Linked DNA regions of Danio rerio: region 2 is linked to region 1. The links are chromatin contacts, called in public Hi-C maps. All regions are on one chromosome and are shown on one strand. The core of a region is the stretch at or near the end of the contact, and the rest is flanking DNA. Distances in the headings are between cores, read along the strand shown. Region 1 holds the start of actr2a (actin related protein 2a). Region 2 holds the start of etaa1a (ETAA1 activator of ATR kinase a).

Region 1 (5,197 bases), core at 1,249-3,748:
GAAATTAAAATTGTAACCCATCTGAATGATTTATCAACCAGCAAAGCACAAACAAAATGCTATCCTTTCCTGTGTTCTGAGTGAGCGAAATTTCAGTCTTCGATTGGACTATATTAGCGTACTAATATAATTAGTGTATAATGTATAATAGTGTATATAATAGTGTAAAATAGAGACTGGGGGTATATACGGTGAGCATGGACAGACAGAAAGAAAGACTTTTTCTCTGTGCTTCTTTCCAGAGAGAAAAATAAATAAATAAATAAATAAATAAACACAAAGAATAAAATAAAAAAAGAAAGAAAACAAGATTCCTTTTCTTTTTGAGTGAGTGAGTGAGTGAGTGAGTTGGGGTAGTGTGTGTGGAGATGTTCTGTCTGCTGAATGAATATAGCCTGGATACCCATTTATTTCCTATGGCGGTCACTTTTGACCTGGAACACCACAGGTGTAACAGAATTGATTAAAACACTCAAAATTCAATGAAAGAGATGATCGTCACTTTTATAAGTTCAAGTGTATAGCATGGAGGATATCATAAAGCCTTGAGGCAATCAGATGTAAAACACAATGTTTATGAGTGATTTAAGTTGTACATTGTTCCTGTCGTGTCGAACACGACAGGAAGGTTAATAATTTAAATTCAGAAAAGTATTCTTTGCCAATCCTGTGATTTCTTTGGAAATTATATTAGCAGCCAAAGACGGTCAATGTACAACACTGTTCACAGTCAAATGAATTGTGCTAATGTTGTTTTGAAGTCGTACTTACATGTGACTTCTGACCGAATATCCAACCAACTAAACTCCTCTGACCACATTTCTAGAACTGCTCGATCGTGCAGATTCGCACTCTATAACATCAGAAAGATCCGACCCTTCTTTTCTGAACATGCAGCTCAACTCCTTGTTGAAGCTCTTGTTCTCTCCAAACTGGATTACTGCAACTCTCTACTAGCGGGGCTTCCAGCTAACTCTATCAAGCCTCTTCAACTGCTCCAGAATGCAGCAGCACGAGTGGTCTTCAATGAACCTAAACGAGCACATGTCACTCCGCTGCTCATCCGTTTGAACTGGCTGCCAGTTGCTGCTCGCATCAAATTCAAAGCTCTGATGTTTGCCTACAAAGTGGCTTCTGGCCTTGCTCCTTCTTATCTGCTCTCGCTTCTGCAGATCTATGTGCCCTCCAGAAACTTGCGTTCTGTGAATGAACGTCGCCTCGTGGTTCCATCCCAAAGAGGGAAGAAATCACTTTCTCGAACACTCACGCTCAATCTGCCCAGTTGGTGGAATGAACTCCCTAACTGCATCAGAACAGCAGAGTCACTCGCTACTTTCAAGAAACGACTAAAAACTCAACTATTTACTCTCCACTACACTTCCTAATCTGTAATTGCCTCTCTGAATATCACACTAACTGTACCCAAAATAATAATAATAATAATAAATAAAAATAAAAATACTAATACTACTAATACTTCCCTTCTTAGACTTTACAGACCTGAAACTTGCCTTTAGCACTTATTCATTGTTGCTCTTAGTTGTGTAAATTGCTTCCTTGTCCTCATTTGTAAGTCGCTTTGGATAAAAGCGTCTGCTAAATGACTAAATGTAAATGTAAACCATAGTAAACAATATAGGGAGGGAGCTATCATTGAACTAATTTGCGAATATAAAACCAAATTCACCTCAGTGTTGGTGGTTTTGGGAGGAATATGAACATGTATTATTATGATAACACCACTCGGTTTTTTAGATTATATGATAATTCATACAAAACGTTACAGATTTTTCCGCATTTTTTTTGGTATAACTGTGTGAAATAGCTGTTGCTTCCGCCCACATAAATAACACGGTTTTTGCGAGATATTTGCCACAACATTATTTAAATATCACAACAAGTTCGGTTTTATGGAGAATGATGATGGAATGCGTTGGTTTCTATACTCTGTCTAGTACGTCACTTCCTCTCTCGGCCAGATGTGAGATTGCAAACTCGGAAGTGAGTTCGTGATCATTTCTCTTTCTTTTTAGCGACACGAACACACACGCAACGTTAATTTTAATGCGCATTTCACTGTTTTTCGTTCTTTACGCACGCTCATACTGCGACCTCATAAAACAATCAATGAAATATGCGATTCATGTCATTACATACACACAATGACATAAACATAAACACGCAGCACTATTTAATATCTATATTAACAATGGTTTTCGTGCACCTGATCGGGTATTTCTCCACAGTGTGTAAATCACAGGTAATCAGTGTGTAAAATAAGCTGCCATCACTTCACTTCCTGTTCCGCTGCATCTTTTTCCTGCAAGTCGTCATTTAATTGTATACAGTCGCGAAGAAAACGCGCTGTTCACACCGGACGGGGTCGCTGAGAGTCCGCTTTCACACTCACCCCTGTCCCGTTGTCACAGACCACCACTTTTTTGCCCTGGCTGTCCATTTTTGTCCAGACTCGGTGAATCCGCCCTGATCTCTGCACCGCCGCCGCTGTTCTCGGCCAGGCGGAAGTCACAGCCCTGCCCTTCACACCGCTTCAAAATAAGAGTCAGACAAAATAAAAGCGTTTACGCTACTGTTTATGTATTGATGGAACGCTGTTTATGTTTTTATTTTTAAGAAATAGGCTCATTTTACAACTCCACAAGAGTTAAACGGGTGAGTTTCACCATATTGTGAAACATTCAGCCGATCTCCAGATATGGCGGGAGCACCTTTAGCTTAGCTTAGCATAAATAATTAAATGCGATTAGACCGTTAGCATATTTAACTTTCATATTTAAAGCGCGACTCTTCAATAGTTACACTAAGGTGTGTACTAAGGTTGACAAAAAAATAAAAAGTTGCTATTTTCTAGGCTGATATGACTAGGAGGGGCCACATGGTGGCTCAGTGGTTAGCACTGTTGCCTCACAGCAAGAAGGTCGCTGGTTCGAGCCCAGGCTGGGTCAGTTGGTGTTTCTGTGTGAAGTTTGCATGTTCTCCCTGTGTTTCCTCTGGGTGCTCCGGTTTCTCCCACACTCCAAAACATGTGGTACAGGTGAATTGAATAGTGTATTAATTTGTATGGATGTTTCCTAGTACTGGGTTGCAGCAGGAAAGGCATCCCCTGTGTAAAACATATGCTGAATAAGTTGGTGGTTCATTACGCCTGATAAGTAAAGGGACTAAGCCGAAGGAAAATGAATGAATGAATGAGATACCTAGGAACTGTACTTTCATTTATTGGTATAGTTGGCGGTTCATTCCGCTGTGGTGAGCCCTGATTAATAAAGGACATTATGCCGAAGGAAAATGAATAAATGAAGTATTTGAGAGCAGATTTTCACTTACTTTATAATTTCCTTGCACCAATTTTGACAGACATTCGTTAAAATTCCATACGATGATGAGAATTATTATAAATAATAATCACAATTTTACATGAAATTGAGAGTAAACACAAAACAAGCAAAAAAGCTCTCCTGTTTAATGACTTACACTCACAAACAACAAAATTGCTGTATAAAAACATGTCATGTCTTTTTAAGTGCAGATGGATAGCGATGACAACTGATATACTTAAACATAATGTCCATATTTCCATTCAGTCCACATTAAAGTCCACTCAAACAGGCAAAATCCACCTTTTATTCTCTGGTCCCTTAAGAGAAAATCCAAAACAAAAACACACAATCAAACATCTAAAATGATTCAAAGGTGATAGTTTACACAGTGACAGCAGTTGAGCTTTGCTTCCTCGAATATAACCACAATCAAAAACACATAAAATCAACAGCTTAAATAAGACCAAACAGTAACAGCAAACTTTCGTTGACCTGAAAAAGCAAAAATCCGACATGAAATATACAGACAGTTTTCAACATTAAACTCTGTCCTCGTCAAAAAAATACTATTAAATAAACCAAACACACTCAGTTCAAGCACACAAGATTTACAATTTACAGAAGCAACCAGCCATATATATCTTACAGCAACAATGAGTGTCATTACCCACAATCCTCCTGTTATAGAGCCCACAGTAAAACACAGAGTACCGGTTTAGCTTCTGATAGACAGCAATGCAACAGCAGGATCATGTATTCAGTGTTTGAGACGTGTGTGTGTGTGTGTGTGTGTGTGTATTAACCAAAGTGATAAAGAACGATTATCAACCCTTCATAAATCAATGCCACATTTAAAGTGTACTCTACAAAAGAAATGTAGGGTTCAACCAAGCATAAAGAAAATTAAGCGTATTTCTAGAATTATTATTTTTAAACAAATAATTAAGCATATCTCCTCTTAAAAAAACATTTTATGCAAAAACATGCTGATACGACAATCAAAGCAAATTAGTTTTTCTTAAAAATATGTAGGAATTAAATGTAGTGCAAAAAAAAGTTTCCACATAAAATTATCTACATCAAATCAAATTAAATATTATTATTATTATTATTATTAATGTTTCATGCAAATTATGCCAGTTTGCAGAGTGATTTATTGATCTATTTTTATTTCTCCCTGACACTGGTGTTAGTGTTTGCTTAATTGTCAAGAAAATAATGTCACAAAAAAATCCAAATAATCAAGAAAACTGCTTTTTTTTTAAAAACTCAAAACAATTTTAGAAAGCAACGAATCAGTTCCTGAATCCATACAACATTCATGGTGTAATTAACAAATCAATATTCAAAAATGATATTAACCTCACTTTTTACTTTATTTCTCCTGTCAAAACTCTCAGCACTATGGAAGCCTGTTCCTGCCACTGAATAATAATAAAAAAAACTCATAAATAAAATGAGTCACAATTCCTAGTTATAAAGTCGCAATTCCAAGTTAAGTCACAATTCCGAGTTATAAAGTCACAATTTCAAGTTGTAGTCGCAATTTCGAGTTAAGTCACAACTCCAAATTCTGAAGTTGCAATTACGAGTTATAGTCAAAATTCCGAGTTAGTCACAATTCCGAGTTATAGTCAAAATTCCGAGTTATAAAGTCGCAATTTCGAATTAGTCGCATTTCCGTGTTATAAAGTCGCAATTCCAAGTTGTAGTCGCAATTCTGAGTTGTAGTCACTATTTCAAGTTATAAAGTCACATTTCCACGTTGTAGTCGCAATTCCGAGTTATAAAGGTGCAATTCCGAGTAATAAAGTCGAAATTTCTAGTTCTAATCTCAATTATGAGTTATAAAGTCA
Region 2 (5,197 bases), core at 1,793-4,292, 130 kb before region 1:
AAGTGTGAACGCACCCTTATATACTGCAACATAATTTGTTTATTGCATTTGATGTGTTTATGTCAATATTTTTTCATTACTTCATCCTGAAATACTCGCAAGTTTTTAGAAACCGAAAATTAATTATTAACATGAATTTGTTTTAGATTAGAAGTTGCATAAATTGCTTTATTTAAATGAAAAAAATGCATAAATCCAACATTTATCCATGATAAATACTGTAAGAGTGGCTTACTTTGTGGTCGTGTGCTTGACTTTGTTTTGTTGTACTTCTGGTGTGCAGGGAATGGCACTATCACCAATCCACTGCAGTAAAGAAGAGTCCGCTTCCTCTAATCTGCCACTCTATATAGCAAAATAACAAAATCAATAAATAAACAACAGTACAGCACTTGACCAATCACTAGAGACATTCTGATGGATTTAATTAATAATGTTCCTCAAGCAAACCTTAGGAGCGATCCGATTGGCAATGTCAGATATATCCACCGCTCGGACATTTGCAGCTCTCCTTTGTCCACGACCTGAAAATAATGAAACACACTGATGATACAGTGTTTAAAAGGGACCTATTATGCAAAAATCACTTTTATAAGGGGTTTGAACAAAGAAGTGTGGCAAGGGTGTGTGAATATAACCAGCTTCTGATGATAAGTATTTATTAATATTTGTTTATAATCATACTTAATTAAAACAGACTGCAGAAACACTTCTGATTGATATTCTCCCTTTGTACGTGTCATCAGTGGGAAAAAGCCCCGCCCGTTAGTGATGACCGCTTCCTCATTTGCATAGACAGGCCTGAATGAGAAGCAGCCGTCCGCCATTAGTTTTCACCTGCTGAAGATTATGTCAGGGACTAAGAAGCATTATAACTATGCCACTATGCTGCCACATAGGCTCCGCTCTCTTCTGAAAATAGCACAATACCATTTAAATTTAAAATGACAGTCACCAAATTGAAAGCCTAAAGAGTTATAAAACATCATTAGTGTGGTATTTTGAACTTCACATACACACCCCATGGCAGTGTTTCCCAAGTCTGTTCCAGGAGGCACACCAACAGGACTTATTTTGGGGGTCTCCGTTATCTGAGCCCTTAACTCAGATTTTGGAGTCTCTTCTTATGTTCTGATGAGTTGAGTTGATTCCGGTGTGTTAGATTAGGTTGAAAATGTGTACTGTTGGTGTGCCTTCAGGAACAGGTTTGGGAAACACTGCCCTATGGACATCAGAGACTCATTTTAAATGTTGTAAACTGTTACATAATAGGTCCCCTTTAAAGGATGCACAATTCTAGCAGACACACGTACCATGCCGAATGGGTGATGGAGATGTTGTGTCCCATACAATGTCCTGATGGCAGTCAGGGTCATTGCTGGGGGAGTCATCGGGGATCAGTCTTCTGAACTGACCTCTTGCTGGACGTGTTGGAGTTTTGAACTCAGCTATAAAAAAATAAGAGTTTTAATCCGTGTACATCTTTATGGAAATTTTTGTCTAATTCTTTTTCATTTGTGTGAACATGTTAGCTGTGACAAATGCAAACAAGTATACATTTTTAATTTCTTTTAATAAATCTATTTTATACTAACAAAAAATTGTTACACCTTTTTACACATGATTTGATTCCACTTTTTTGGCAAAATTTTACCTATTTTAAAAACATGAAAACGTGTCATATTTTAGCTAGTTTTTTTAAGTTCGGCCTGACAGTAATGACTTGTTTTCTGTTTTTTTTTTATTTTTATTTGTTTTACATTTTCAATGTATAAATTGCTAGCAGTTATCACAAATGGTGTTGGTATTGAAATCTATGCACATTAAAGAGTAAAAACATATTAAAACTATACTTTTAAGTGCATTTTAAGTATATATATATATATATATATATATATATATATATATATATATATATATATATATATATATATATATATATATATATAGTGCAGGGGTTTTTAAATTATTAAGTTTTTTTTCTCACTGACCATTAACCAATTAAAAAGTTGTGCAGTATTTCACTTATAAAAGTACTAATTTTTTCATGCTCTAAGTGTGCTGTAATGTTTTAGAAAAAAAACACTTGAGGTAAAGTGTAAAGTGGGTTTTATATTTGCACATTTAGATTTTCTCCTTAATAATATCATTTCATAAATGTTTTATTTGCAAATTCTAAATAGGGAAATCATGTTGTTCACAGTCAAATAGTGCTAATGTTGTTCTGAAGCCATACTTGCTTGCTACTTCAGCTCGAATATTCAAAGTAGCGTGGTAAACAATATAGGCACCGTGTCACAAGTTGTCACTGTTCAAAAATGAACAAATGTGGGAATATAAAACCCACTTCACCTCAATAAAACAAAAGTCTTTCTTACCTGACAGTTGCTAAATTTAGAAGCTAACGTTACTAAGATCAACATGAATGCCTATATTACATCACTATATCACAATATTATATTCATTTTATCAATATAAATGGTCGTTAATGAGTTTGTATACAACATAAAGCCCAGAAATACATTATTGTGTGTGTTTTGGTTGTATAAAATGGAGTTTGTACCTGTGTTTTTGTTTAGTGGCGCTGCTGCTTTCGGGCTCCGCTTCAGTCTGTTTACTTTCGACTTCATCTGCGTCAGTTTGGCGATTTCATTTTGCTCCTGACTGCCTCTGGACTCCATGTTACAGTATTGCTCGATATGTCCACAGTGCGATCTGTCACCGAGTTGGTGTAACATTATTTGCGTTTTCCGCTGCCATCATGATCCTGGACTTGTATAAATCTTTCAAACATTCCGCCAAAGACGAAGTTCCTCCCAGGATTCATTGCGGATATGCGCTCGAGAACGTCAGATGTGCGCAGCTTCTACGCATGCTGTCGATTTTTTTTATGTTTACGTTGACTTGAAGAGTCAGCATACTGTTATCCTGTTAAACATATTACTATTAGTATTCCGTCTTCTTTGACCAAGTATCCCTGCTGAAAAATCCAGCTTAAACCAGCCTAGGCAGGTTGGCTGGTTTTAGAGGGGTTTTGGTCACTGTGACGGGTAGGGTTAGGTGAGCCTATTAAAAAGCAGTGGATGCAGCTCAGATTGCACTGCACCAGGTCTGCAGCCAGATCCCTCTCTAGCAACCACCAACCGCTGTGCTTCCTGCCAACTGCCATTCCCAGTCCTAGCGCAGTCACGTTGGCTTTCTCACGCGAACATTAAAGTTCGTCAACAACTTTAGGTTCTAGTTTTAGCCAAATGATAACAATTATCTACATGCTAATAACAATTAGCTACATGCTATTAATGATTATCTAAGTGTAATATGTTAGAAATGCTTACTAAGTATTAGGATTTGATCAAACATGTACATTTAGCGAGCCAGTTTATGTTAGCAACTGTCTAGCAACCACTGCCAACTGCCATTCAGTCCTAGCGCCATCACGTTGGCTTTCTCATGTGAACATCAAAGTTCGTCAACGAATTTTAGGTTCTAATTTTAGCCAAATGCTAATAACAATTAGCTACATGCTATTAATGATTATCTAAGTGCAAGAACATGCTAGAAATGCTTAGGATTTAATCAAGCATTTACATTTAGCAACTCAGTTGGTTAGCAAATGCTAAGCAACCACCTAGCAATGACATAAATATTTTAGCAATTGGCTAGCAACCACTGTGCTTCCTGCCAACTGCCATACCTGCTGAAAAATCCAGCTTAAACCAGCCTAGGCTGGTTGGCTGGTTTTAGCTGGTCAACCAGGCTGGTTTTAGAGGGGTTTTGGCCACTTCCAGGCTGGTTTCCAGCCATTTCCAGCCTGGTCTTAGCTGGTCAGGCTGGGAGATAACCAGCTAAAACCAGCTTGACCAGCCTAGCCAAGCTGGGAGTCCAGCCAAAACCAGCTATATCCAGCTTAAACCAGACTGGTCAAGCTGGTTTTAGCTGGATTTGGCTGGTCATTTTCCAGCCTGACCAACTAATAGGCTGGAAATGGCTGGAAACCAGCCTGGAAATGGCCAAAACCCCTCTAAAACCAGGCTGGTCAACCAGCTAAAACCAGCCAACCAGCCTAGGCTGGTTTAAGCTGGATTTTTCAGCAGGGATTCCCAGCCCTAGAACAGTCACGTTGGTTTTCTCACATAAACATCAAAGTTTGTCAATGAATTTTAGGTAATTGTTTTAGCCAAACAATAACAATAAACAATTAGCTACATGCTATTAATGATTATCTAAGTGCAATAATATGCTAGAAATGCTTACTTAGTATTAGGATTTGATCAAACATATACATGTAGCAACCCAGTTTACGTTAGCAAATGCTTGGAAACCACCTCGCAATGAACATAAACATTTTAGCAACTGCCTAGAAACCACTTAGCAACAGCTGTCCTGCCAACTGCCAATCCTTATCCAGCACATTCCTTATCCAGCCCTTCCAGTTGCAACCCATCACTGGAAAACATCCACACACACACACATACACTACAGACAATTTTAGCATACCCAATTCCCCTATGGCGCATGTCTTTGGACTGTGAGGGAAACCGGAGCACCTGGAGGAAACCCACGTAAAGACGAGGAGAACATGCAAACTCCACACAAAAATGCCAACTGGCCCAGCTGGGGCTCGAACCAGCGATCTTCTTGCTGTGAGGCGATTGTGCTATCCACTGCGCCACCATGCTGCCGGATCGATTTCACATTTAAGTTTAATCCTTGGTTTCTGGCAATGCTTTCTCAGAGTTTTTCCCAGTGTCGTTTTAGGCTAATGTAGCGCAGGAAAGAGTTGCAGGAGCTGAACATAAATGTAAAGCCTCACGTGATCCTATTCTTTGAGCTTAGATGGATCTACATCCGCTGAGCGGTTTTTGTTAACAGTGAGTTTGATGAGTCATCAATCAAAATCCTTTATGTTGCACTAATTACTACTAGCTTTGTTCAGACGTGCAGTCAGAATGATTTAGCGCAGACTTTAAAGATTTTCAATATGGCACAGACCTAAAAATAAAAAAGGCAGCTTCATATTTCCATGCGTAAAAACCAAATTGATACATTTAAATTGGTCTTCTGAATGCTATACCAATTGAAAATACATTTAAAATTTGAATTAGACTCGCTGTGATACTGTTAGATTGGTTGATTTAAACCTAATATGAATTCATTTTAGTTAAACCATTCAATAATGTATTAATTTCCTTATACT

What was found. A called contact is a pair of places that touch in the nucleus more often than the background predicts.
Region 2: a Hi-C map of gastrula embryo shows a contact between it and region 1, with 4 times the contacts expected there. The contact joins the promoter of etaa1a here to the promoter of actr2a in region 1. A contact is called at or near these places in 1 of 18 Hi-C or Micro-C datasets (gastrula embryo) and 2 of 4 datasets of contacts at active chromatin or transcription factors (embryo and gastrula embryo).

What each region holds. Positions count from the first base shown.
Region 1 is chr1:54,726,763-54,731,959 of GRCz12tu, reverse strand. It overlaps actr2a (actin related protein 2a), which reads right to left and starts at 2,498. Exons shown (of 9, transcript NM_213499.1): 1 at 2,411-2,498. The coding sequence starts at 2,458. atg4da (autophagy related 4D, cysteine peptidase a) reads right to left here. Exons shown (of 11, transcript NM_001423806.1): 11 at 3,373-5,197.
Region 2 is chr1:54,857,354-54,862,550 of GRCz12tu, reverse strand. etaa1a (ETAA1 activator of ATR kinase a) reads right to left here and starts at 3,042. Exons shown (of 6, transcript NM_001111157.2): 1 at 2,564-3,042; 2 at 1,314-1,448; 3 at 451-524; 4 at 236-345. The coding sequence starts at 2,681.